Linked DNA regions of Mus musculus: region 1 is linked to region 2. A link is a contact called in public HiChIP or PLAC-seq data. All regions are on one chromosome and are shown on one strand. Each heading gives the region's core, a stretch centred on a gene start, on an enhancer-like site or on the middle of the called end of the contact. The rest is flanking DNA. Distances are from core to core; before and after follow the strand shown.

What was found. HiChIP or PLAC-seq counts read pairs in DNA pulled down with a chosen protein or histone mark.
Region 1: an H3K4me3 HiChIP or PLAC-seq map of bone marrow-derived macrophages shows a contact between it and region 2, with 7 times the contacts expected there. The contact joins the promoter of Lyrm7 here to the promoter of Slc22a4 in region 2. A contact is called at or near these places in 4 of 39 promoter capture datasets (3T3-L1-derived adipocytes, the HPC-7 cell line, cranial neural crest and 1 more) and 7 of 115 datasets of contacts at active chromatin or transcription factors (T-cell acute lymphoblastic leukemia, astrocytes, bone marrow-derived dendritic cells and 4 more).

Annotation. Positions count from the first base shown.
Region 1 is chr11:54,859,170-54,861,869 of GRCm38.p6, forward strand. Lyrm7 (LYR motif containing 7) reads right to left here and starts at 1,428. Exons shown (of 5, transcript NM_029327.5): 1 at 1,383-1,428. The coding sequence starts at 1,400. Gm31490 (a long non-coding RNA gene) reads left to right here and starts at 645. Exons shown (of 3, transcript XR_879859.2): 1 at 645-871.
Region 2 is chr11:54,026,748-54,029,447 of GRCm38.p6, forward strand. Slc22a4 (solute carrier family 22 (organic cation transporter), member 4) reads right to left here and starts at 1,357. Exons shown (of 10, transcript NM_019687.4): 1 at 837-1,357. The coding sequence starts at 1,229.

The DNA of each region.
Region 1 (2,700 bases), core at 178-2,677, 830 kb after region 2:
ACGAGACTAGGTGTCTAGATGTCCCTGCATCTTAGAAAGTGGAGAAGGGAGGATCACTTGATCCCAAAGTTTAAGACCATAGGAAGTCTGCAGTGTGGAACACTAAAGGATAGTAATCGGAGTAATTTTATATAGTACTTCCTGGGGAGTGGGGGTGTCCATTAATATAAAAACAGCACCACTAGCTTAAGACCATTATCCTAATAAAAAGAAAATGGGGGCTGGAGAGATGGCTCTGAGGTTAAAGCACTGGCTGCTCTCACAAAGGAACCAGGCTCTTCCCATCAGCCATACTGCAGCTGACAACCTCCTGTAACTTCGGTTCCAAGGAATCTGACACCCTCTTCTGGCCTCTGTGAGTACCAGACATGCACATGGTGCACAGACATACATGCCTTGCAAATAAAATAGTTGAAAAAGTTATTTTAAAAGAAAATGTGATCTTCATTACCACAAATCTACTAGAACCGGCATTACATTGTAGCTAATCATATCTTTTTACTTATTATTTATGCACTGTTGGGCATGGAAGCCAATGCCTTGAAAATGCTAAGGGCTCCAACTTAAAAGTTAAATACAACCTCAGCCCTACTAAGAAACTTCTTTTCAAACGCAAAAAGTAGCTGGGCGTAGTGGCTCGGGAGTCAGATTCCCAGCACTTAGCATGAAGATTGCTGAGAATTGGCCGCCGGTGTGAGCTACAAGTCTGAGGCCAGCCCCTCCTAATTCTTAATCAAACTTCAGGTGTCTGCCTATAAGTCCCCGTGATTCTTAAATTTCGAGACAAGATCTATGTTGCCTGGGCTTGCCATCAACAAGTAGGCTCAGCAATGCTGCCTCTCGCCCACTAGAGATTTCTGTATTCCTCTAGGTAAGTTAAATCCTATTTATAGGTTCACAAAACATGCTGTTTATTAATTTGAAGCACTTCTTACGATTTTATTAGTTGTTTATAGTCTTCCTACTATGGAACTTCTTTATTAAGGCATAGGTGGTCGGTTTATGGTCATCAGTCTCCTCTATTCACTACCTTTCATGGATCAGCCATCCTCCTCATTCATTGTCTCGTGTGGCTGTCACCCTCCTCCGCTCCGCGCCCCTCGAGATCCACTCCCTCCTCACTCACTGTCCCCCCCTTCTCCACTGCAGCCCCTCCAGGTTGTCTCCCTCATCATTCACTCTTCCACATGGCTATCAACCTCCTCCATTCACGGTCCATAGGGTCGTCTCTCCTCACTGCCCTCAAAATTGTCACCCTCTACCACTCATTGCCCCTGAAGGTTGTCACCCTCTTACACTCTCAGCCCCCCTCGGGGTCGCCTCCCTCCCTTGCCGGGGTCTTGAGCCTCAGCATCCCTGCACCCTCCTCCCGGCCCTGTCACCTTGGCGGGCTGACCCATGGCTCCCCACGCCGCTGACTCCGCCTCTGAGGGCGCCCCCTCTTGGCAACCAATCAGGGCCGGGGCACAGCTGGCGACGCTCCGCATAGCAACCAATCAGAATGCAACATGTCCTTCCTAGCCCGCCTTCCCCGCAGGAGGAAGTTCAGGCGTTTGCTAAGCAGAGCTAAGTATAAAAACGCGAGAAGCCGCGGTGCCAAATTACGGACAGGAGGACGGAAGTAGCTGAGAAGCCATGTTTGTTAGGGGCAGACTTCACTCCGCCGCGCCTAGCGTGCCGCTCGCGCACACTGTTTGTTACTGGGTGGCCTCGGAACCTGCTCGTTTTTTATCTCTTGTTTAAGGGCGTGGGCGTCTCTTAAGTGTCTATATTATAAGGTTTCCGGGCTGTGACTGTCTCCTTGGGAACGTAAGCAAACAAAAGCTAAGTCCTAACAACCACAGCCCATACATATCAGAACGCTGACTCCAGAACGTTCTGTTTGTACATTCTCTTAATTATTCCCCCCAAAGGTGCGGTTGAGTTGCCTGCTCAAGTTCACACCCTTGATCCCAGAGCCTCCTCACCTTCTGCATTATTGCCCTACTTATCTTGCCCCGTTCTTTGGTTTTGCTGAGGTAGGAAATAATTTATTAGAAGCTTCATAGTAATAACCATAAAACATTTATATACATTTTAACTTAGTACTTGCAGGCATGGATAAAAATTTCCACCTTGCTCCTGTTCCGCAATCATTTGCGTTCAACATTCCTGTAACATTTTAGGCTACTTTTAGGTAAAACTGACTGTTTATTAAGAATCAAAGATTCTTAATCTTTGATTAAGCTGAGTGTGGTGGGATATACTTGAAAACCCAGTATTTGGAAGGTAAAGTCAGGAGCATCAAGAATTCAAGGACAGCCCTGGTCTAGACTATATGAGACTCTGTGTCAATCAAAAAACAAAAAGGAAAAAAAAATTCTGCTTTTGAGACAGGGTGTCACAGTAACCCTGTCTGGTGTGGAACTTGTTATATAGATCAGGCTGGCCTCAAACTTTGAGATCTGCTGCCTCTGGAGTGCTGGAATAAAAGTTGTCACCACCAAACCTGTACTCGTCCTCAGGAATGCTTTCTACCTTGTTCAAAACCTAGAATTGGCCCAGAACTCACTGGTTAGGCTAGACTGGCTGTCCTGGTCTCAGAGATCTTCCCATCTCTACCTCCCCAAGGCTGGGATTACAAATGTGAAATACCATGCCTAGGGAGTCTTATATAAGAACACAAAGATAATTGTCAACTTTTAAAAATTGTTATTGATG
Region 2 (2,700 bases), core at 107-2,606:
AGATCTCATTGGGAGGAACCTAGTTGGTTTTTTGTTTAACCAGCCTAGGGAAAAAAAAAGACAGACCAGAAGCAGCAATGGTGGGAAGGCAGATTTTCTACCAGCTTGACCAACAGCAGGTAATCAGTTCTGGGTGATGCTCTTGCCAGAAACAGTGCTTGTCTTATCTGTTATGACCTGGTCCTCAGCAAATACGCAGCAGGAAACTAAGAGGGAGTAGTAGGTCCACATTCAGACTCTGGTGACTTGGGGAACCTATTCCCTGATCACTTAGAGGTAAGGCAGTGGGCTCAGCTGGAGCCTTGATCACCAGCTTACACTTCCCTCAGAAGTACGGGTCTTTCCTTGAGTGTCCAAAGGCCAGGTTCTAGTTTTGACTCCTTACATCCAACCAGTGTCAAGGAAGGGGCTGCTGCCTCTTTTTCGAGAAAGTGGGGGCCTCGACATAGAGGCCCTTCTGTCTCAAGACCCTTCCTTGTGTCCATCAACAGACCACTGTAGCCATTCTCTGTAGCAAGGAAATAGCTATGACTATAAATCAAGACAGTCTGGTTTGGCCTGCCCAGGGAAGCACCAGGGCTCTTGGGAAACTCTGTTGTGAAACTCAGAAAGGAAAAGGCAGTTGATGACAACACTCTCTTTTTTTCATCCCCTCCATGCCACACAGAAATTCATCAGCTCTGAGTGTGCGCTGAGAATACACTCACAACCCCACTCTGTGCCTGGAAGTTTTGAGACAGTAGGTGACACTGACCCAGGCACTGTCAGGGGCTGTTGGGGGCACGGATGCAACGGAGTCTCCATTCCCAATGTCCAGCTCCAGCACTACCACCTACCTCTGTCACGATGGTGGACAGGAAGATGTCCTTGTCGTACTCCCAGCCATCCAGGCAGCTCTCCTGCTCCAGCTGCTCCAGATCCACGTCCTGTCCTGGCTCCAGCCCCATCGCAGAGAAGTTGGCGATGGTGGCCAGTCGGTAGCGGCGGCAGCTCTGAGGCACCTGTCGTCCGTCCTTCGTCTCCAAGGGGATGCTGTGGTTGCGCCAGGAGCTGCTCAGGTTCACAGTGTCAGGAACCAGGCAACGGTGCTCGGGGGTCCCCGCCAGGAACACGACTGACATACCATTGAAGCCATTGGGGATGATGCTGGCGCTGAGCAGAAAGAAGATGAGGCGCTGGAAGGGCCCCCACTCGCCCAGGAAGGCGATCACCTCGTCGTAGTCCCGCATGTTTCCACCTCTCCTCCTCAGCTTGCGTGAGGGAGGTGGGTGGAGAGAAAGGATTCAGCGATTGCGGCGCGCTGAGGGGATCTTCCTAGGTGGCTGCGTGCAAACACGCCGTGGGTGCTGCAAAACTCCCAGGGGTTGGCGCGGAGCGCCGGGAAGCCGAGTCCTCTGGACCACACCCCCGTGCGGCTAGGCAGCGAAAGGCCACTGCACTCCACCGATCTGGGCGGAGCTCTCGGGCCGGCTCAGCCTCCTGCTCCGTTCCTTGCACCCAGCGGCCTTCCACGCAGGCCTCCCGCCCGGAATCGGCCGGACAACGCGCGTGCAGCTAGGAGCTCCGGCTTTCTCGGCCCCACGTGGGAGGGAGAGCGACAGGGAGGAGCGTCCCGAAAGCCAGGCCTAGCCCGGAGCAGGAGTTCGTTGCTCCACAATCCCAGCCTGGATTATGAGCAGGCGGACCGGTCAGTTAATCAAGTCTGCGCTCCCAAGAGACCTGTGTGGGGGACAGGAGCGCCACCTCTTCACACACACCAGCGTGGGAACTCACTTATGAACCTTAGCATGGCCGTAGTCCATCACGGGACGGCGGCGGCCCGAGAAGCGTCCTTGGAAAAGCAGGATCCTCACCTTGCAAAGAGGCGACTGTGGACCTGGAGCCAGAAAAGGATGTGCGAGGTCATGCTGAGTCAGAGGCGCGCCCTGGATTAGAAGGGCTGGATCACGGGCCCCTGAGTCGTTCTAGTGTCCTTTCGAAAGATTCCCTGTGGCCTTTATAGAGACACCAGAGGGAAGTCGGCCCACTGAGGGAGCATAGAGGAGTCACCACGCCTGGGCTCGGTGTTTGTCCTTTTGCACTCTCGGGGCACCCGGAGTCCTTTATTGCGGCACGGTGCCAAAGCCTTCTTGGACTGAAAGGCTATTTGCAGAAAGGCCCATTCTAGTCTAGGAACAGAGGGAGGAAGGGACAGAGAGAGGACAAACTGGTGAGATTTGGCCCTCAGAACTGGCAGGGTAACCAAAAGCGGGATTGCCTTTTTTCTCTCTCTGCTCAGTATTCACATCTAAGGTCCTGGGCACAGTGTACAAGCTAGCCCAAGCTAGAGCTGGGCTCCCCTAGCCTGGGATCCACAGGCCTGGAGAGACTGTAAGGCTGAGTAGCCCAACACTTTGCACAAACCGGGTTGTCTCATCAGACTCTGGCAAGGAACTGAAGGAGACTTCTGCTTTTTTCTTTGTTTTTGTTAGTTTCCCCCATGAGTCCTACTGTTAGGCTGACTTCCCACCAGTAACTTACATTTCTTTTCCTGTCATTTAAGCCGCATCTCCTAGTATGCCAGGACACTAGCTTTTTACTTTTGTTCGTTTGAGACAGGGTCTTCGGATGTAGCCCTGGCTGTCCTGGAACTTGCTATGTAGACCTGGCTGGTCTTGACTCACAGAGCTAGCTCTGCCTGTCTCTGCCTCCCAAGTGCTG